Regions from separate parts of the Mus musculus genome. Here regions 1, 2 and 3 are each linked to region 4. A link is a contact called in public ChIA-PET, Hi-C and Micro-C data. All regions are on one chromosome and are shown on one strand. Each heading gives the region's core, a stretch centred on a gene start, on an enhancer-like site or on the middle of the called end of the contact. The rest is flanking DNA. Distances are from core to core; before and after follow the strand shown. Region 1 has its middle 6.1 kb from the start of Gm33176. Region 2 has its middle 6.3 kb from the start of 1110002O04Rik. Region 3 holds the start of Zap70 (zeta-chain (TCR) associated protein kinase). Region 4 holds the start of Neurl3 (neuralized E3 ubiquitin protein ligase 3).

Region 1 (4,841 bases), core at 1,740-4,239, 340 kb after region 4:
GTGGGAGAGGATTTCTCTAGCCCTGCAGAGACTTGATGTGTCAGGGTGTGGGGGGAGATCCCCAGGAGGACCCCCACCAGATCAGTAGAGAAGGGGAAGGGGGTAGGGGAAGGATTGTGGGAGGGGATGGTTGGGAGGGGGGCATGGAGCAGGATGTAAAGTGAATAAATAAGCAAAAACAAACAAACAAAAACAGAAAGCAAGCAAGCAAGCAAACAAACAAACAAACAAAAGTGATTACTGCTCTTCCAAAGGACCAGAGTTCTGTTCCCAGCCCTGACATTGGGAGACTCATACTTGCCTGTAGCTCCAGATGCAGGGGATCCAATGCCTTCGTCTAGCCTCTATGGGCACCTATACATGTGTCACAGGTACACATACATATAAAAATAAATAAACCCGGCACAACATCTTAGCACAATAAAAGTTGGAGACAGACAGACAGACAGATAATTTTGTATTGGGAAGATAGCACAGCCAGTAAACACTTGCTCTCTCTCTCTCTGTGTGTGTGTGTGTGTGTGTGTGTGTATGTGTCTGTGTGTCTGCTAATGTCAACCTCCGTTGTTCGTAATAGGTTGTTCATATTTTGCTGCTGCTGCTGCTGCTGCTGCTGTTGTTGAGACAGGGTCTCCCACTCACCTGGAGTTCACTAGTTTGGCTACTAGTCTGGGTTGCCAACAGCCTCAGAGATCTGTCCGTCTCTGCCTTCCTAGTGCTGGAATTAAAAAAAAAAGTGGAGACCCACCATATTTTTGTGGGTCTATTTATGAGTTTTCTAATTTCTAATGTGCTACCTCTGTCTCTCTCTGTCTCTTTAACTTGAGTTCTAGGGGTCAAAACTCAGGTCATTTTATTTGCTGGGCAAACTCTTGACTGATGACCCATCTCATCAGAATCTATTTAGAATCTATTGTACTATGTCCTACATTTCAGTCGATAATCTATTTTTGAGTTGGTTTTTTTATTAAAAAAAAAAACCAACCTTCCTTCCTTCCTTCCTTCCTTCCTTCCTTCCTTCCTTCCTTCCTTCCTTCCTTCCTCCCCCCACCTTCTCTCTCTCTCTCTCTCTCTCTCTCTCTCTCTCTCTCTCTCACACACACACACACACACACACACACACACATCCCAAAGCCCACCAGGCATATTTTTGTGGGTCTATTTATGAGTTTTCTAATTTGCTCTGTTGATTAATGTATCTATCTCTCTGACCATGCTGTTTTGCCTTCTGTACTAAAGCGTTAATGTCAGGCCATTTTCTGTTTTTTTCTGTTTTTTCCATTATCTTTATGTTTTTCCCCCTTATTTCAAGATTATTTGCTTTTCTGCTTTTCCATTTCTGGCTGAAGGCTCCATTTCTAGACTCTCCTGGCAGCTGCCAGCTGGTGTTGGTGTCCAGTGGCTTTCACCTGTTGCCTCTGCACACATATGTCAACGATGCTTTGTCTGACCTATTACTGATAACACAACATTTTTGCAGGCTTTCAGAAGTCCCCAGAGTCCCCTGCCATGGGATTATTGTAAGATAAAGTCTAACCCAAGCGGTTGGAGAGGAATCATGGGAGGCGAGGAGAGATGTTTGCCTGATAACAAGTCAAAAGCACCCTCTTTCACTTTCTTTTTTCTTTAGCTTTTCCTCTTCCTTCAAGTGGCAGTAATTCAGATGTGGTTCCAATTAGGACATATGGTAGAATTAATGAGTCCCTTCTAGTGTATATCATGGGCCAAATTCAGTATAGAGAGAACATGAAATTGTCCTTGAAGATTATAACACCAGCAGCTGTCACCCTCTCGGCACATACTAGATGTCACATAGTGGCTAACACATCCTATCCTCACAGTGACATGAAGGGTTGGCATTGTCTAATTCTGGAAGGGGATTGGAAATATATTTGAATAGAACATGATTTATTTGGTAGAGTGTTTACCTAATATGTATAACGTCCTCATAACCCATGCGTGGTGATACAGCCTGTAATTCCTGTACCTAGAAGACAGAGGCAGAAAAGCCAGAGAGGTTCAAGGTTATATTTGGCTTTATTCTAGGTCAACTTGGGCTGAGACATGAGTGCCTGTGTGAGTGAAGTGTGTGTGTGTGTGTGTGTGTGTGTGTGTGTGTGCGTAGAAACCAAGTGTTCAAATACACGAGTGTGTGTGTGTGTGTGTGAGAGAGAGAGAGAGAGAGAGACAGAGAGAGAGACAGAGACAGAGACAGAGAGAGCAAGCATGTATGTACAGGCACAAATATGAGTGTGTGTGTGTGTGTGTGTGTGTAATAGATTGCTTATGGGAAGGTATGTGTGTGGAAAGTGTATGTGCCTGTATAGGTATGCGTATGAGTGTGTCTATAAGAGTAGAGATGTCCTGGATCCTGGGGTTATCCGTGCTCCCAACTGAGCACTGTTGAGCACTGCCACCAACTTCAGGGTCAGAAGGATTATCCCCTGAGCCCTGGCCCACTCTGGTTCCCCAGATGTGAGGGTGAGTTAAATCACGGGGCCTTAGACTGCTGGATCTTGGGATGGTTTGTAAAGTAACAGTGGATATGGATAAGCAGAATGATCAGTTATTTTTTATATTTCCCAAATAGTAATGTGTCATGTTTAGGAAAAGGTTTCTATAAGGCTGTTTCAAATTAGAAAGGACAATGTCAGCAAACTGCGAGGGGGGAAAGATGCCCGAATCCCAGTGAGGCGCAGGGCTAGCTCATTCATTTGGATTCCATTCTCATGGGATGACTTATCCTTCTCCTGCTAACAGCATCACTGGTAACTAAAGTTAGTCTTGGCTCCAAAATCAGCATGTTATTTTAGAGCTCAAAGCAGGCAGTGAGCGAGCTGTTTGGGGACTGATGACAGCTCTGTCGGATTTGGCTGGCAGGGCCTTTTTTTTTTTTTTTTTTTTTTCTCCACTGTTGCTTGGGTGGCTGTAAGGAGCAGCCAGTGGCCGCCTTGGCGGTCAGCAGCTTGCATGGATGCCCAGAAGTCTTCAGTGGGTTATCAGCCACTTCAGCTTCTGTGGTCTGAGCTTCCTTCCACCCCCACACTCAAGCTGAAGTTCTAATTGCTGAGAGCTGAGAGTATGACCTTATTTGGACATAGGCTGCTTCTAAAATGAATTAAGCTGAAAGCAGGTCACTGTGCAGGCCCCCTACTCCAGTAAGAGCAGAGTCATGGCTGGGAAGGTGGCTCAGTGGGTAAAGTCCTGCCTTACTGGCATGAGGACCTAAGTTGGGATTCCCCAGCATATATATATGCTGGGATATATACATATTTCCGGAACAAACCCAACAAAATCTAGGTGTGCCTACATGCATCTTTGACCCTAATGTGTGGGGAGTGTGGAGGAAGAGAAGAGATGGCAGATCCTTGGAGCTGGCCAGCAGCCAGTCTAGTGGAATCAGAGAGCCCGAGGTTCCAGTAAGAGGACCCCGACTCAGAATAGAGGATGACCTCTGATGTCCACATACATACACATGTACACCCATACGCACACACAGGAGAGACTGGCTAACTGGTCCCCAGATGGAGACAGCTCTGCTACCACCTTGAATTTGGACTTCAGACTTAAGACAATACACCTCTGTTGTTGACGGCACCCAGAGCGAGTTACTTGCTTCTGGGAGTCCAAGAGATCCATGCTGCCCATGTAGGGGACACTTGTTGGATACTTGCCTACATTCTATGGTTTTACAAGTCATGACACTTTTGGATGCAGTCTGGAGAACAATGAGTGAGTCTATTAAGCACGTAGCAATCAAACGTAAAAGGGTAAAGGGTAACTAGCAGATTAAACAGACTGCAAAGCACCATCAAGTCAGGAGATTAAGACACCTAAGAGAGATGAGTGGGGTGGGCCTAGACGGAAACAAAAAGAGGCAGTGTCACCTAAACACCACTTACGGTATCCAGCAGACACAGACCGTGGAAGCCATGTTGAGGCGATCAGCTGGATGTCTTGGCTCAGGGTCTTCTTCTTTCTATGGATAAGAGTCCACCTTCTTGCAGGTATTTTTATATCATGGGATAAACGAAAGTGACATCTGTTAGAAAGGAAGCAATGTTTTTAACATCATTAACGGTTTGCTTTTTCTTTTTCCTTCCATGTCACAGACGTAGGAGGGAAGCTGCCTCAGGACAGAGAGTTTTAGATTTGAAACATGCGGGAGTCTAGGACAAGATAAGTAGGCAGACTCTCAGAGTCTGTGTTCAGTAAGCATGAAAGGCACATGATAGTTACTGATATGACACATAAGTGAAGTCCCTACTCTGATGATGAGGACCTGCCCCCTCCCACTGTGGCAGCCCAGAGCCACACTCTCTCCCCCCACCCCCTGCCATCCCCCAGTCAAAGCCCTTCATGTCCTCTGAGACTTTGCTACCTCTGGAGGCAGTCTTATATGGAAGTGACTCATCACGTCTCTGTCCAATGGGCAAGGTTTCCAGGTAGGACAGTTCGCAGCCCAAGGAGCAATTGTTTAGTTACGTGACTATGCGAAGTTGGATTGGGTCACTGCTCTTGTTTGGCTCAGTGACCTAGAGATCATGACCGTAGTGAGAGGTTGGCAGAGGACAAAGACTTCTGGGAAGAGGAAGAAGGCAGCTGAGGACAGAGGAGGGAGGGCCTGGGCTGCATCTGCAGTGGCTCCGAGCATCCCTGGGATCCATCCAGGACCACAATAGGATGATTTCTAGGGATCTGGCAGAGATGTGTTACAGGCTGATGATGTACTGGCCTTCCTCCAGTGACCTCTGGGTTAGCGAGGGATACCTTCAGAGATGTCCGGCAGCTACTGTGGGTCTGATATGCAGTGAATGAAATGACTCCACTTGTCAAAATGA
Region 2 (5,170 bases), core at 2,380-4,879, 410 kb after region 4:
AGCCACGGAGCACTAATGGCCTGCCCGTGGGCCTAGTGATGCTGTCCCTGGGGCTTTTATTTCGAGAACTAAGGACTATCAAAGTGCAGGCCGCAAGGAGGGGGAAGCCTGTGGGAGTCCGCTTTTTATTAGTGTAACAAACACCTGAGATAATTAGCTTATGAAGAGGAAAGACTTATTTGAACTTATAAATTTGAAGTTGTGTGTGTGTATGTGTGTGTGTGTATGTGTGTGTCTAGGTCAGAGGTCAACCTCAGGTGCTGTCCACCCTGTTTTCTGCAGACAAGGTCTCTCACTGGCCTGAAACTCACTGAGCAGACTAAAATGAACTAGGAATTAAGGGAGGGTCCCGGAGGCAGGAACTAAAGCAGATGGCAGAGGAACACCCCTTGCTGGCATGTTCCTCATGATTTGCTCTGCTTCCTCTCTAAGTTCACCAAAACTCACCTGTCCTTGAGTGGCCTGGGCCCTCTGCCCTCTGTGGACCACCCTCCCATATCCATCGTTAGTCAAGAAAATACCCCACAGACCCCTACAGGCAATTTATTTGATGGAAACGTTTTTTCTCAAATGAGGTTCCTCTTGCCTAATAACTCTAACTCGTGTCAAGTTGACAAAACCCAACTAGAATACTGTGTTAATTATTTTTCTCATCTCTGTGCCAAAATACTTAATACAGTCCGTCTAATGGAAGAGGACTTCGTTTTGGTTCATAGTTGCAGAGGGAGCATGGGGGTGGGGGTGTATGGGCTGATGTGTTCAGTTGATGACAGTGGGAACAGGCTTAGCCGATTTCCATCTTAGGTCAGGAAGCAGTATGCTCTGGCTGGAACCAGGAACTGATTATCACCATTCAAATCTACCAAGGCATGGGGAGTCTAGGGACACAGGGTAGAGCTGTGACCTGGGCGAGGGTGTTCTCTCGGTGGGCCTGTGCCGTCAGCCTCTGCCAGAACTCAGGGTGGAGGGGCACAATGGGGACAGTGGGTACTGGCCCAGGACAGGAGCCCGATCTGTTCTGCTCTCACTCTGAACCGTAGCCCACTGTCAGGTCTCAGCACCCCCTTTCTAAAACAAGGGCAATAACTAGTCCCTGCTTCTCCTGTTCTGTGGAGTTCACAGTGGATATCACCTACCTAGGGGGGTTGAGGAAATACTTGCAAGTGCTTTGCAAGGTGCTCTACTCAGAATACACTCGTCTTAGTCACTTTTCCCGTTGCTGTGATAAAAAATGCTCGGGTGACAGCTTAAGGGAGGAGGTGTTCATTGTGGCTCACAGCTTAAAGGTCCAGTCTATCATGAGGTCCGGTTCACAGCTTAAAGGTACATTCCAGTCCATCAGGAGGTCCTGAAGGCAGGAGCGTGGGCCAGCTGGCCACACTGTAACTATAGTCAGGAATCGGAGAGGGACGAATGCCTGTGCTCACCCAGACTACTTCTTTTCTTCTTCTTCTTCTTCTTCTTCTTCTTCTTCTTCTTCTTCTTCTTCTTTTTTTTTTTTTTTTTTTTTTTTTTTGGTGCAACCCATTTTTAGCTTAGGCCTTTCTTTCCACCTCAATTAACCTCAATCAAGAAAAGCCCCCATGGGCGTTCCCAGGGGCGAAATAATGCCTGGCATGTGTGCCCGGAGGCTTGTCAAGTTGGCAGGGAACCCTAAGGATCGCCAACAGGGACACTGCAGTCCCCGTGCTTACTGGAACTCACTTGCATGCCATGGGGATCCAGACAAGGAGTGGGGTGCCACGCACAGGCTGAAGCTATGTGGGGGAGGCAGAGCTGATAGGATTTGCTGGTGGGTGGGAATAGTGTAGAGAGTAAGAAAGCGGGCAGGAAGACACAGGAGCGAACAGCTGGGCGGAGGCACCACTAAAGAACGGAGAGAGGAAAAGCCAGCAGAATTAAGGTATAGCAGCTCTGCTCTACAGCACAGAAGGGAAACCTCCGCAGGAGCTGGGGATGTGATACCATGGGTGAGAAATCCCTGGCACATCTTAGATGTTATGATTGATCAATTTGACAGCATCTAGAACCGTTTTCCAACCTGTGGGTCCCAAGCCCTTTGGGAGGGAGGTCAAAGGACCCTTTCACAGGGGTCACATATTAGATAGTCTGCCTATCAGATTGCAATTCACAACAGTAGCAAAATTACAGTTATGAAGTAGCAACAAGAAATAATTTTATGGTTGAGGGGGGGTCACCACAGCATGAGGGACTGTAGTAAAGGGTCACAGCATTAGGGAGGTTGAGAACAACTGCTCTAACATGACCTAGAGGGCAAATCTCTGAGCGTGTTTGTGGTGGAGTTTCCAGGTTGGGCTTATTAAGATGGGAAGACCCACAATGCACGTGGGCATCATCATCAAATGGGCCGAGGCCCCTGTTTGAATAAAAAGGAGAAAAGAAACTGAGTGTCAGCACTTGGTTCCAGAAGGAGTAGTCTATCACTGTACTGGCTGGGTTTGGGTGTCAACTTGACACAGGCTGGAGTTACACAGAGAAAGGAGCTTCAGTTGGGGAAAGTGCCTCCATGAGATCCAGCTGTGGGGCATTTTCTCAATTAATGATCAAGGAAGGAGGGCCCCTTGTGGGTGGTACCATCTCTGGGCTGGCAGTCTTGGGTTCTATAAGAAAGCAAGCCAGTAAGTAGCATCCCTCAATGGCCTCTGCATCAGCTCCTGCTTCCTGATCTGCTTGAGTTCCAGTCGTGACTTCCTTTGGTGATGAACAGCAGCATGGAAGTGTAAGCTGAATAAACCCTTTCCTCCCCAACTTGCTTCTTGGTCATGATGTTTGTACAGGAATAGAAAACCTGACTAAGGCAATTACTATGGGAAGGCATGGTAGCATTCAGGCATGGCAGCTGGAGCAGGAAGCAGAGAGCTTACACCCTAAGCTGCAAGCACAAAACAGCAAGATGGAGGGATGAAGGGAGGAAGGTTACAAATTGGAAGTAGGTGAAGCTTTTTGCTTTTAAAGCCAGTCCGTTAGCAACATTTTTCCTTCAGCAAGGCTGTACTACCTAGACCATCCCCAAACAGCACCACTAACTGGGGACCAAGTGAGTGTTCAAATGCCCAAGCCTGTAGCCATCTCACTCAAACCACCCCAGGGAGCAACACTGTCCATCCATTCAGGGACTGGACTGAGCCATTGCCTGTATTGAGCCTATGACCAAAACCAGACACAGACTACCCGTTAGCAGGGAATCAATAGGACTAAGCTTGATAAGAAGCAGTGGGCTATCGACAGAAGGAAAAAGAGGATGGCAAGTAGAAATCACTCGTGGAGTGCTCACAGAGTCCAAGAACTGGAGCATGGCTGGTTACATTTAAAGTCTGTTAAGTTCAAGTGTTAAAAATTTATGTGTAAAAACAACTTTACAGGTTTTATGTGGGGCCTGGGAGATGGCTGACTCAGCAGGATGCTTGTCTTGCCAGTGTGAGGCCCAGAGTTCATGCCCTAGAACTCCTGAGTGGTCTGTTGTGCCAGCACTAAGGAGTTGGAGACAGGTGGATACCTGAGGCCCCTGGCTGTCTAGCCTAGCCTACTTGGCAAGTCCCAGGCCAGTGAGAGTCTGTCTCAAAACTGGTGAAATCTGAGGAATGTCACTCAAGGTTGACCTTTGGCCTCCCTATACACACATATGCATGTATGCATAAACCCCAGTAAAACACACACACACACGCACTCGTGCATGCAGCATCATGTGTAGCTATAGATGGATAAAATGTGTAATTTTCAATGAATAAAAGCAGGAACAAGAAAAGTCAGCCATGACAGTAAAGTGCAAGAGAAAAATAAATCAGAGAAGCAAAACCAAACAGAAAACATGAAATACTGTGCGATAAGGGGCTAAACAGAAACCGAAACAGATCAGCAGCCACTATAGCCACAGCAGCCAAGCTCTCCTACCGAAAACAGAAAACAGCCACTAAAAGGTGGAGTTAAAAGAATGAACATTCAGATGTAGATGATTTATTTTACACATAAATTTTTAACCAACCAAAGCATAAGCAATCAAACAAACCCCAGACAGTCCACAGGAAAACACTCCCTAGGAAAACAAGAAGAAGAACACCACCACCACCATTATGAAGGAATTGTGAGGAAAATTTGAAATGGATAGGAAGAACTCACCAGAACATCCTAAATTATACACAACTAAAACCACAGCTTCATATTTACAAAGCCAAAGGTGACACAGTTATATATATATATAAAAGTAATTCATAATGACCCAGAGGGAGCTTGTCATCTCTCTGGTGAAGCCTATGGAAACCCTGTAAGGACACACAGACAACTTGGACTTCACAATAAAGCTAAATTGACTGGAGAACTATGTATCGGTGTACACAAGGAAAGTACACCGATCTCAGCAACGTGTGGAACTTAACAGTATATTGATCATCTACTAGACCAAATGCCAATCTCAATGAATTGCAAAGATGTTATAGCATACAAACAAGCTGAAATCAGTAATAAAGCAAACGATGGAAGGGCACGAGTGCCTGCTCAAGTCAGTGTGAGGAGCTCAGCCTGAGTTCCCAAAAACCTACACAGAAAAGACAAATGTGGCTCTATGTGTCTGTGACCCCCGTGCTGTGAAGGGAGGATGCAGGAGGATTGGTGGGGCTCGTTGGTGGCTGTCATATGTAGTTCCAGATTCAATGAGAGACCCTGTCTTAAGAGAGTAAGACAAGAGAGAGACAGAGCAGGACAAAGCCTTCTTTGGTTTCTATATATGTTTCCATGGGCATGTGCGAGTGTATACACACACACACACACACACACACACACACAGAGAGAGAGAGAGAGAGAGAGAGAGAGAGAGAGAGAGAGAGAAAGTAAAAAGAAAAAAAATAACAGGAAACAGATAAACAAAAGCCACATATTTGAGGACGTGAAAAAATATGTAAGGATAACTCATGGGCTAAATTTTTTTTAAAAAAGAATGTTAATAGGAAACATTTAAATTTGAGTTTGAAAAACTCTACTTTCAGAGACCACTTCTATAGTTCCTTAAACTTGAACTATGATAAAAGTACTAGATATAAAAGAGAGTGGTTGTGTTTAAACAGAAACTTACAGTTTTGCTTGTACTAATGACTAATTAATAAGACTTATCTCAATGATGAGATAAATAAGAATGAATGTAAGCCAAAGAGGTAGA
Region 3 (5,089 bases), core at 1,108-3,607, 490 kb before region 4:
ATTGGCTGTAATGAACAGGGATACCCCTTCAAGGGCCTGGCAAGCATGAGGGTCACAAGGAGGGCTGGGAATAGGAGGCCTGGGGGCTTTACCATCTAGCACACAGGTGAGAAGATCTGCTCAGGGATCAAAGCCAGCCATGCCTTTGTCCTGGCTCTATGCCAGGATTCCAGCTGCCTCTCTCTGCTAGAAAAGTTCATGTTGCCATGCCCCCCTACCCCATCCTTCCTAGGATGCATCAGGTGCCTAGGAGGGGGAGCCTTCCTCAGCTCGCACCTCCCACAACCCAGCCCTCACGGTCACTGTCTGTTGCTCTTTCTATGACTGCCCTGAGCCTGGCTCCTCCGGGCACAGACCACAGCAGCCCCTTTTCTGTCTTAGCCCCCGCTTCCTCCCACACAGAGAACAAGGCCGGCGATTCCTTACGAGGCTGTGGGGCATCCTTTAGGATCTACTCCACTTAACCTGCTCCTCAGCACAGTTGCCACCTGGGGACCGATACTGCCATTCCTCATCTGGGGAAACTGAGGCTCGGAGAAGCTATGCCAGGCACGCAACCTGACCCACAGTCACTCAGGCCCAACAGAAACTGATGTTTCCAACTAATACGGTGCAGAAGAGACCGTAGAGCTCTGAGCCAAGTCCCCGGGGACTCCATGTCCCCGCAGACCCCAACACTGCAGCCGAACTACTTGGACTGCCAAGGCCTTGAGGCTGGTGGGGGCCAGAGATGGTCTTAAATCTAGCTCGCTGAGCATATGTCAATTGATGGGGCAATGTCCCTCCAACCCCGCAGAATGGTCAGAACCCCAGCCCAGCCTCCACTGACTGGATTCTAGAAATGACGTGACCCCCCTAAGCAAGGCAGCTTCTGCTCTCTAGATATCCAGCTATAGGACAGTAAAAGATAGGTAGAAAACATTGGGGCGACCCAGGACAGTGCCCATAGAGTAGAGGAATGGTGAGGGAAGGGCCGTGGGAAGGGGTGTTTGACAGCATTCTTGACATCTACCCATTGCATGCCGGGATTGCCCAAGTTAATACCAAAAACATCTCCAGACACTAGTGCCCACTGGGGACAGGCGGCGTCAGCTGGCTTTAGGTCAGCATGACCCCGTTCCTGTGGTCCTTGGGCCTGAGCAGGGGTGGTCAGTATAGGGTGGTTCAGATGCTGCAGGCCTCGTGGAAGTTTCCAGAATCTGTGATCAGGGCCTGAGACCCTCCAGAGCTAATGATAACAATTAGCATCCTAACAACCTATTAACTATATGGCACCTATGTCCCTGAACACTGAATGAGGTGTCAGATACAGAAACTGTGAAAGCACAGAGAGGTGGGGTGACTTGCCCAAGGTCACACAGCAATAAAGAGCAGGCAGATCTAAATGGACCCAGGCCCCTGGCCCTAAAAAGTGTAAACTTTAACACCCTCCAGGCTGCTGGCCCACCAGAGCATCTGCGGGGGTTGCAAAGGCAAAACTGAAGGTCAGGTGAACTTTGGGTTTGTCAGAGGAACCTTAGCAGGTGACACCTTCGATTTTCCAACTTAGGACTTGGTGACCCCAATCTTTCAGCAAGGCTTCAGTAAACACCTACTGTGTGTTTGATGTCCTAGCTAAGACAAGAGCAATGAATGTCACTGTGACCGTTCACAGGAACCCTGCTATTTTCTGCCAGGCCTCACTGTCTGAGATACCTCTTCCAGCCTCTTGGCCAACAAACAAGGCAAGCATTTAACAGGCAGCCAACTCTGTATCTGTTTTTTAAATGCAGATTCAGAGAGGCCAAGACAACTGTCAAGAGCACACAGCTACGGAGCAGAGATCTAGTGATAGTTCCTTTCCCCTGCTTTAACATGACCTGACTCCGAGTGGAGCCTGACTCGAGCCCCTCTCCAGAGCTACTGACATTCTGTTGTCCAAGCTCACAGGCCTATTGTACCAGCCTGCCTGTGCTGCTTTCTAAAGCCAAGGAGCCGACCCAACAGGAGTCTAGGAACCCAGAAAAAGACACCGGCACCCCTCGGGTGACCTGTTTCCCCAAGGGCGCCCCTTAGCTCCACCGATTGCAAAGTCTCAGGTCCCTACCACTTGGGCCTACCCAAGCCCAGCCTCAGGCCCCTGCGGACCCCACCCTCCTCACACAGAGATCAGAGTAAGGGAGTGACACCCAGTCACACTCCCTCCACCAAAGGCTAAAGGGTGGCCACTCACCTGGACACCCTCGAGGCTATCACAGCTCACAGGGTACGGCAGGGCCCAGCCGGAAGGCCTGGTGTCCCCAGAGCACTTTTTCTCACCAGCACCTTTCTTTGCAGCTCAGCCTATTTCCTTGATGCGAAGACAGGAAAGAGAGCCGTGTTTGAAGTTGACGTCAAAGCAACAAAATGCTGTGTGGAAGGAAAATCACAGGCCACATGCTCCTGGCGGGGCAGAGCACATTTCCGGGGTCACGCAGTACCAGCCGCAGGGTGTCGGGAACACAAGAGGAAGGTGGGGATTGTAGCAGCCAGGGATTGGGGCAAAGGCTGCTTCCCACAGTGAGCCCCCACCTGAGGGGGGCACCTGGAGTGTTGGGGGAAGGGCAAGTTCTGGAAAGGAGGGGTCCCCAATGTGTTCCTGTCCTAGATAAGGTTGCTATTACTGTGATTAACACAGTGACCAAAGCAAGTTCGGGAGGAATGGGTCTACCTGGCTTATACTTCCACAGCTAATTATCGAAGTATGTTGGAGCAGGAACTCAAACAGAGCAGGAAGCTGGAGGCAGGAACTGATGCGAAGGCCATGGAGGGCTGCTGCTTACTGGCTTGCTCAGCCTGATTTCTTCTAGAACCCACGACCACCAGCCTGGGAATGGCTCCACCCACCATCAGACGCCCACAACGCAACCTTATAGAAGCGTTTTCTCAATTGAGGTTTCCTCTCAGATAACTATAATACGTGTCAAGTTGATATAAATCTAGACAGTACAGTGCCCAATTTCTTGGAAGCATCCAGGGGCAGGCCTCTGCCGGAACCCTAGAGGCAGGCTCTAAAGCTCTAAAGCTGGGGTGAGGGAGGGGTGAGCCCACTGGGACTCCAGAGCTAGGCTGGTGTTCACCTAGAAAAAGCCACGATGGCAGGGTTATTCTACAGGAGCTCTGGGAAGAACTGGCTCTGGAGCTGGGACAAGTAGGCGGGGTCCCCCGACACTCATACACTCTAGTCCAGCCCCACAAGGGTCTACCACCTTGACCACTTCACATATCTAGATCATACTAGAAATGTGCATTGCCCCAAGGTCTCTGGGAGCCACACCAGTTACTTGAAAGCATCAGGGGCCGGGGATGGGGGTTGGGGGTGGGGGAAATGGGCGGCATTCTCCTCCTCCGAGGTGGGAATCTCCAGTGCTCAGAGAAGGGACATCTTGGTCTCAGCAAGCCACAAGCCCCTTCCTGTCCCACTTCGTGTCCAGAAGCTTGCGACTGGAAACAGTGTCATAGCTGCAGCCCGCAGTATGTCTGCTTCACTGAGGAGAGGATGCAGATCGCCACAGATAGGAGCATTGTCCCATGAGGTGGCAAGAGGGAGGCACGTCCTTTGAACTTCAGAGGGAAGGGCTACCGGATGCTAGGGAACTCAGCGCGTCTGGTGGGAGGGGGGGTGTCCAGTAAACTGTGAACTCAGAGCCTAGGAAAAAAATTGAACCTGTGCCCCAACACCTCCAGGTGTGCCTCTGAGGAGAAGCAACCTGGCCTCCTCTAGGAAACCTCCCTCTGCCTCACACTGGCCAGAGAGGCCCGAGTGCGCAGGCAGCTGAAACTAGGCAGGCCATGTTTGGCTCCATAGCTAAAGGAACATCAGACCTCAAGTGGGAAAAATATGGCAGGTGCCCTGGGAGGGGAGGAGATGGAGCCTCAGCCTTCCAGAGAGGTCAACTCGATTGCCAACACCACCACCTCCACCTGCCCTGCAGCCCCAGCCACAAGGACAACCTCTTTCACCAGGGTCCCTCCTGGATTGACACCCCCCTGCCCCTACTCACTCACACACATACACACACACACACACACACACACACACACACACACACAGTGACTCAGCTACTTTCCTTCTGGGCCTGGCTAGGATGCCTTCTATCCCTCATCCGTTTCTACCTCTTGGGGCCATTGTGAATATTAAAACAGGCCTGAAAACAAACTCTGCCTGTGATAGCTATCCTTATCAACTGGACTACATCTGGAATGAACCACAATCCAGAAATGGAGGGCACACCTGTAAGGTTTTTTTGGTTTTCTTTTTTTTTTTGGGGGGGGGGGTTGTTTGTTTGTTTGTTTGTTGTTTTTTGTTTTTTTTTTGCTTGGGTTGAAGAAGGTGGATCTACTTCTAGTCCAGACCTCTGAGATAGGAAGACACACACAAGTCTTTGGTTTGGATCTTGAGACAGGAAGACAAACCTTTAGTCTGGGCCACACCTTCTGTTGGAAGCCTAGATACAAGGACATGGAAGCAGGCTCTTTGCCTGCTTGCCCTCAGCCTGCCAGCATGGCTATTCCTTCACTGGCATTAGAGCCTACTTACACTGAAGGCCAGCTGAGGCACCCAGCCTTGTGGACTGGGCAGCTACTGGCATCTTGGACTTCCTGTTCATAGCCAGACATTGTGGGATTAGCTGAACCACAGCCTGTAAAACATTCTGGTTTATGCTGTGCAGCCCCAGAATTCTCTTGCGTTCTCCAGGGGAATCTCTGGGGTACGGAAAGCTGCCAAGCACCACGTAGGAGGCTGGGAAAATTGAAAGTGGTCATCATCCTTGCAAATGAACCCAAGCTGAGTCTAAGGAGAATCAACCGATTGCTCGATTGTTCGATTGCTCGATTGTTCGATTGCTCGATTGCTCCACTCACAGCAGCCGCTTGCTGTGTGTCCTTCTTGAGCGCTTCTCAAACGGCTGGCTCCTTCTGCAATCTTCAAACCACCGTGGCAGTTGCCAGTACCTCAGAGTCTAACGCCACAATCAGCCTATCCCTTTGCCTCCCACCAGAGGCCTGCCATAGACAGTGCAGACGCTGACCTGTTCCCCGCGGAGGTGACGGTCTGATAGCGGAGAAT
Region 4 (4,767 bases), core at 2,263-4,762:
GTGCATCTTGTGCCTCAGTTTCCTCTTTTGTGAAATGGGAGTGGTTACAAATAGACTCTTTCTAAGGACTTGCCTCAAGGACTGTTGAGTTAGTATAGTACTGAACTTATAGCAACAATGTCTAGGAGAATATCATGGCTAGGACCCTTGGTACACAAGACACAAATAAGACAGGGGGTGCACACATTTCTGATCACTGTACAAAGCAATGGCTTCTCTATGCCATCAACACACACATCTGCCATGTGCTTTGGTCATGTTTAACTCACACTGCCTTCTGTTCCCTTCCCTCGAAGCCCCCCCCTTTTCCAAAGACTTCCTTCTAGCTGAGCATGGTGGCTCACACCTTTGACCCCAGAAATGTGGAGCCTGAGGCAGGGGGATTGCTCTGAATTCCAAACCAGCCTGGAATAAAGAGTGAAATCTGTCTCAAGGCAACGAAGCATCACCCACAAGGAGTCCCTTATATTGTCTCCCTTCCTTCCTCCATCACTAGGAGGGATGGAACCTAGACCTGGTGCATGCTGGGTAAGCTCTCTATCGGTGACACATCTCCTAGCAGTACACACCTTACTTTCTAAATTTGCATTCTATATATGAGAGAAAACTGATGACGTTTGTCTTTCTGAGTCCGGCTTGTTTTGCTTAACGCGATGATCGATGATCTCCAGCTCTGATCGTTTCCCTGAGAATGGTAACTCCTTTCTTTATGGCTGAGTGAAACTGCATTTCCCTTATCTGCCTATGTGCACCTTGGCTGATTGCACAACTCGGCTGGTGTGAAGAGTTCCCAGGCACCTCTGTTGTAAAGTGCATTCATTTAGTATGGATGTGAATTTAATGATATGTGGAGCCTTCCAGAAATAAAAACCCAGAGAGGGGATGGGCAGACAAGGATCTACCCCAAGTGGAGAGGTTCTTGGTAGTTACCGTCTGCTGAGGGAGGGGGAGTCATCTTTGTTCAGGGTGTAACCACTAGAAAGTCGCCTGTGAGCCATTCAGTAACCCTGCACACATGCACATGTCTGCAGGCAAGTGAAACTAAACTTAGTGGGCCATAAAAAACAAAACAGGAATGAAAGCTGGAGAGAGACCTGTAAGGAAGAAGAATGAGTCGAGTCCATATGGGGTAGGAGGGGACAAGAGGAACAGGGTTGTCATGGAGATGGTTTGGTTGTTCAGAGCACTTTACTGATCCTCCAGAGGACCCGCGTTGTCTGGGCTCACAACTGCCTGTATGTCCAGTCCCAAGGCAATCCAAAGGTTCCGGCTTCCAAGGACTGCCACACTCAGGGGCACAGAGCTACAGCCAGACACATACAATATATAGGATTAAAATAATAAGAATAAAATTTAAGATTAAAACCCTCACCATATATGTGTATGAGACTGTCAAAGAATAAAACATAAAAGTATTTTCAAAGAAGGAAAATGCCACTGGGGGTGTAGCTAAGTTGGCAGGGTGCTTGCCTAGCAGGCATGAAGCTTGTGTGTGTGTGTGGTGTGTATGATTTGTTTAGTGGGTGTGGACATACATGTGCCACGACATGTGTGAAGGTCAGAGGGCAGCTGTCAGTCTTCTCCATATACCATGTGGGTCCCTGGGTCAGACTTAGCAGCAGGTCAGGGCCATCTCACCAGCACTGAAGGGTGGAGGCAGAAGTTGAGCCCACGAGTGACTGTCAATTATAGTGAAGGTACTGGGGCAGAGGTGAGTGTGAAGGGATGGTGATGAACAGGGCGGGGCCTAGCAGGAACAGTCTGATCCAGTTCTCCCCCGCCCTGATGTCCACGGTAAGCAGGGCTTGAGGAGCTTGGGGCTGGCTTCATGGGAGAAAGGTGGGGGGCCTTCCTGTTTCTGCAACCCCCCAAATGTAGGGAGCCTGTTTAGAACGGCACATCCTGAATCCAGTCAGTGGGGTAGCTAAATTCACTTGGATGTGGGTGTCTTTGGCCTTGCCTTTGCCTTGCTGGCTGCTAGCCCGAGCAGGCTACAGGTCCTGTCTGGGGACCATACCACCTGCCTGCTGGTCTGCAGCTAGCCCAGTCATTTTCTAGAAAGGCTAAAACTGCAGAGCAGGCACCCTGATTGGGCACCACACACCTCTGTTAGGGGGATGTGGCTAATCAACAAGGATCTCTTGGCTCCAGCCCTGAGCAACCCAGCAAGGGAGGAGCATCCACAAGTGTCCAGAGACTGGTGTGCCTGCCAGGAGGTGCCAGGAGCCTGAACCTCTTAGACTGAGCCAGCCGGGGCATCGGGGGAACTGCAACCTTTAGAAGCCACAGGACTCCGGCCCAGGTGACTGGCACTGGCTCTAGAGCAGCTACCTGTGGTCTTGGCAGAAGTTATACATCTAGTGCAGTGACAAAGGGCGCTCAGCAAGGGTGTGGCCGGAAAAAGAAAGTCCAGGGGTTACAGCAATGTCTAAGGTAACCAGGGCTACACTGATAACACTCACCTTCCCCTGGCCACTTCTTCTCACTTAGGCACCACATGCTGGCTGGAAAAGGTCCCCAAACCAGAACATCAGACCTCAAGAAGAGGAAGGGATCTGCATAAGGTAATACAGCAGACACAACCTGGGTCTCCAGCCCTCTATTTCCCTCCTCAGTCGAACCGCCCCCGCCCCCCCCCCGCCCCCCCCGTCCTGTCTAGCTCACTGTCATTTCCAGGTGCTCCTGTTCCTTTCTTTCTTTTTTTTTTTTTAAAGATTTATTTATTATATGTAAGTACACTGTAGCTGTCTTCAGACACTCCAGAAGAGGGCATCAGATTTCGTTACAGATGGTTGTGAGGCACCATGTGGTTGCTGGGATTTGAACTCCGGACCTTCGGAAGAGCAGTCGGCGCTCTTAACCACTGAGCCATCTCGCCAGCCCCCCCCCCTCCCCGTTCCTTTCTTAAAGGGGCCACAGAAGTCACAGAATTGTGGCTTTGATCTGGAATCTCAAGAAAGACCTAATCTGGCGGGGAGGGGGGGTGGGGTGGGGGTGGGGTTGTAAGCCCCCAAACCAACCTTGCCACTGGGCGGCCTCACCTTCACAGGTCCTAGGATTTAGCTCAATCAGTTAACCTTCAGCAGCGCTGCGCACCTTCTCTATGTGGGGTTGGACACCATGCCGGCTGCTAATCAAAGTTCCTGCATGCTCTTGAAACTCCCAATGCCCAGATCTCATCCCAGACCAGGACCACCAAAGTCTTTGTTGGGGAGAGTGGGGGAGGGCGTGGCGGCGGCACGGGTGTTTACTAACATGCGATTATAATTCACAGACAAGGGCTGCTTAGAAGTCAAACAGAAAACCGTCTGCTGCAGCCACAGTTACAGCCCCTGCTTCCCTTCTTATCTCAGACCAGCCTGCTGCAGCAGCAGTCCACTGTGAGCCACGAGAGGTCATGGGGAAAGTCCCGGATATCGTCATGCGTGACAGCATCTAATTAATCAACAACTCTGTAACGTGAGCTCCAGCCTATAAAAGGGGAACCTTCCGGAGTCTTGTAACCCTGACCACTGGCCTTCACAGACATCTTCAGACCCAGGGACTTGTGCCCCAGGAGGAGCTCAGGCTGATGGGTTCTCTCCTCAGCCCTGAGGCCAGTAAGTAGATTTCCCGTATGCCTTGAGCTGGCTTCTGGAGTCCTGACTGCATGGAGTACAGGTGGGAGGTCTGGAAAGGGGAGATCAGAGACTTCATTGGCTCCTAGAGTGGGTTTCTCCATGGTCTGGGCTGCGCGAGGGCGAGAGCTTCCTGCCTTCCCAGGAACCCAGCAGAAGCGGGGTGTCTGGTCCAAGATGGCTGCGGAGATACACACCCCTCCTTCCCACCCACTACCTGTAAGCAGTCTTTATCTAGGAACTGGATAAGGGAGAATCAAGGCTGGGGTGGGGAAAAGGGGAGAGCTTAGGAGGCCGGTGGAAAAACGAGGGATTTCAGCCTTGCCAAATTGTCGGTGGCAATGTGGACAAGTCATTTTTGTCCCTGGACTCTTGGTTTTTTTCTCGTCTGAAGGTTGGGACTATGCCACCACCCTGCTGTCCTTTAGGACTCCAAATGTAGATATCTAAATAGTAATGAGATAAGAAGTTTCTCTGAGACACCAGTACCTGTGGTCACGTGTCCCCTTAGCAGAGGGGCCTGGTGAGTGAGCAGGAAATAGCATGCCACCCCTTAGAACAGAGACGGGGACCAGGCACCCTAGACCTGCCCCCCCAAGCCAATCAGTGCCCCTGTGTAGGGCCCTTGGCAAGCACCCAAGGCTTGCTCACAGTGGGCGGCCACGCCCAGAGCCACCTCTGCTGTGGCAGCTGTGTTTGGATTCAAGGCAGGGCAGTAACAATGCCAAAAGGGATGGGGTATAACAGGTACAGATGTGGGGGGGGGGGAGTGGGAGAGGGAGAGGAGGGAGGAGGGAGTGGGAGAGGGAGAGGGACTGAAACTGTGTAGCTGAGCCCACAGTCTCCTTGGGGCTGGGAGGACAGGAAGGGACCTTTCTTGAGCTTCCCCAAGCTCTGCATGCTGGGGTGCAGAGGGGAGAACAGGATTCTGCAAAGGGCTGACTGGGTGCCTGGCATCCCAAAGACCTTGATGCTGAAGGTGCTGGCAGTTAGGAGGCCATCACGGAGCAGGTGGCTGAGCATCCATCACTAAAATCCCCAGAGCCTTGCAGCAGAGACTATAATTTGTCTTCATCTGCCCAGGCCTGGAGATGACCCTACAGACATGGCTGGCCTGTCCCAACTTCCTAGCAGTCTAGATCCAGGCCAG

The links. Hi-C and Micro-C count contacts between places; a contact is called where the count stands out from the background. ChIA-PET counts read pairs in DNA pulled down with a chosen protein or histone mark.
Region 1: a Hi-C map of the G1E-ER4 cell line shows a contact between it and region 4, with 4 times the contacts expected there. The contact joins the enhancer-like site here to the promoter of Neurl3 in region 4. A contact is called at or near these places in 1 of 39 promoter capture datasets (hematopoietic stem and progenitor cells), 1 of 484 Hi-C or Micro-C datasets (the G1E-ER4 cell line) and 1 of 115 datasets of contacts at active chromatin or transcription factors (bone marrow-derived macrophages).
Region 2: a Micro-C map of the G1E-ER4 cell line shows a contact between it and region 4, with 4 times the contacts expected there. The contact joins the enhancer-like site here to the promoter of Neurl3 in region 4. A contact is called at or near these places in 4 of 39 promoter capture datasets (embryonic stem cells, fetal liver, hematopoietic stem and progenitor cells and 1 more), 4 of 484 Hi-C or Micro-C datasets (the G1E-ER4 cell line and group 2 innate lymphoid cells) and 2 of 115 datasets of contacts at active chromatin or transcription factors (bone marrow-derived macrophages and memory CD8 T cells).
Region 3: an RNA polymerase II ChIA-PET map of memory CD8 T cells shows a contact between it and region 4, with 21 read pairs. The contact joins the promoter of Zap70 here to the promoter of Neurl3 in region 4. A contact is called at or near these places in 2 of 39 promoter capture datasets (cranial neural crest and second pharyngeal arch cranial neural crest) and 2 of 115 datasets of contacts at active chromatin or transcription factors (effector CD8 T cells and memory CD8 T cells).

The regions. Positions count from the first base shown.
Region 1 is chr1:35,933,454-35,938,294 of GRCm38.p6, reverse strand. No RefSeq gene overlaps it. Among named protein-coding and RNA genes, the nearest start is that of Gm33176, 6.1 kb to the left of the region's middle. Within about 2 kb of position 2,989, at least 88 of the 459 cell types and tissues checked have an H3K27ac peak or open chromatin away from gene starts, as enhancers often do. A contact at or near this core is called in the G1E-ER4 cell line, where this site is marked.
Region 2 is chr1:35,861,095-35,866,264 of GRCm38.p6, reverse strand. No RefSeq gene overlaps it. Among named protein-coding and RNA genes, the nearest start is that of 1110002O04Rik, 6.3 kb to the left of the region's middle. Within about 2 kb of position 3,629, at least 22 of the 459 cell types and tissues checked have an H3K27ac peak or open chromatin away from gene starts, as enhancers often do. A contact at or near this core is called in the G1E-ER4 cell line, group 2 innate lymphoid cells, hematopoietic stem and progenitor cells and 1 more, where this site is marked.
Region 3 is chr1:36,759,066-36,764,154 of GRCm38.p6, reverse strand. It overlaps Zap70 (zeta-chain (TCR) associated protein kinase), which reads right to left and starts at 2,357. Exons shown (of 13, transcript NM_009539.3): 1 at 2,213-2,357.
Region 4 is chr1:36,272,170-36,276,936 of GRCm38.p6, reverse strand. Neurl3 (neuralized E3 ubiquitin protein ligase 3) reads left to right here and starts at 3,512. Exons shown (of 4, transcript NM_153408.2): 1 at 3,512-3,599. The coding sequence starts at 3,572.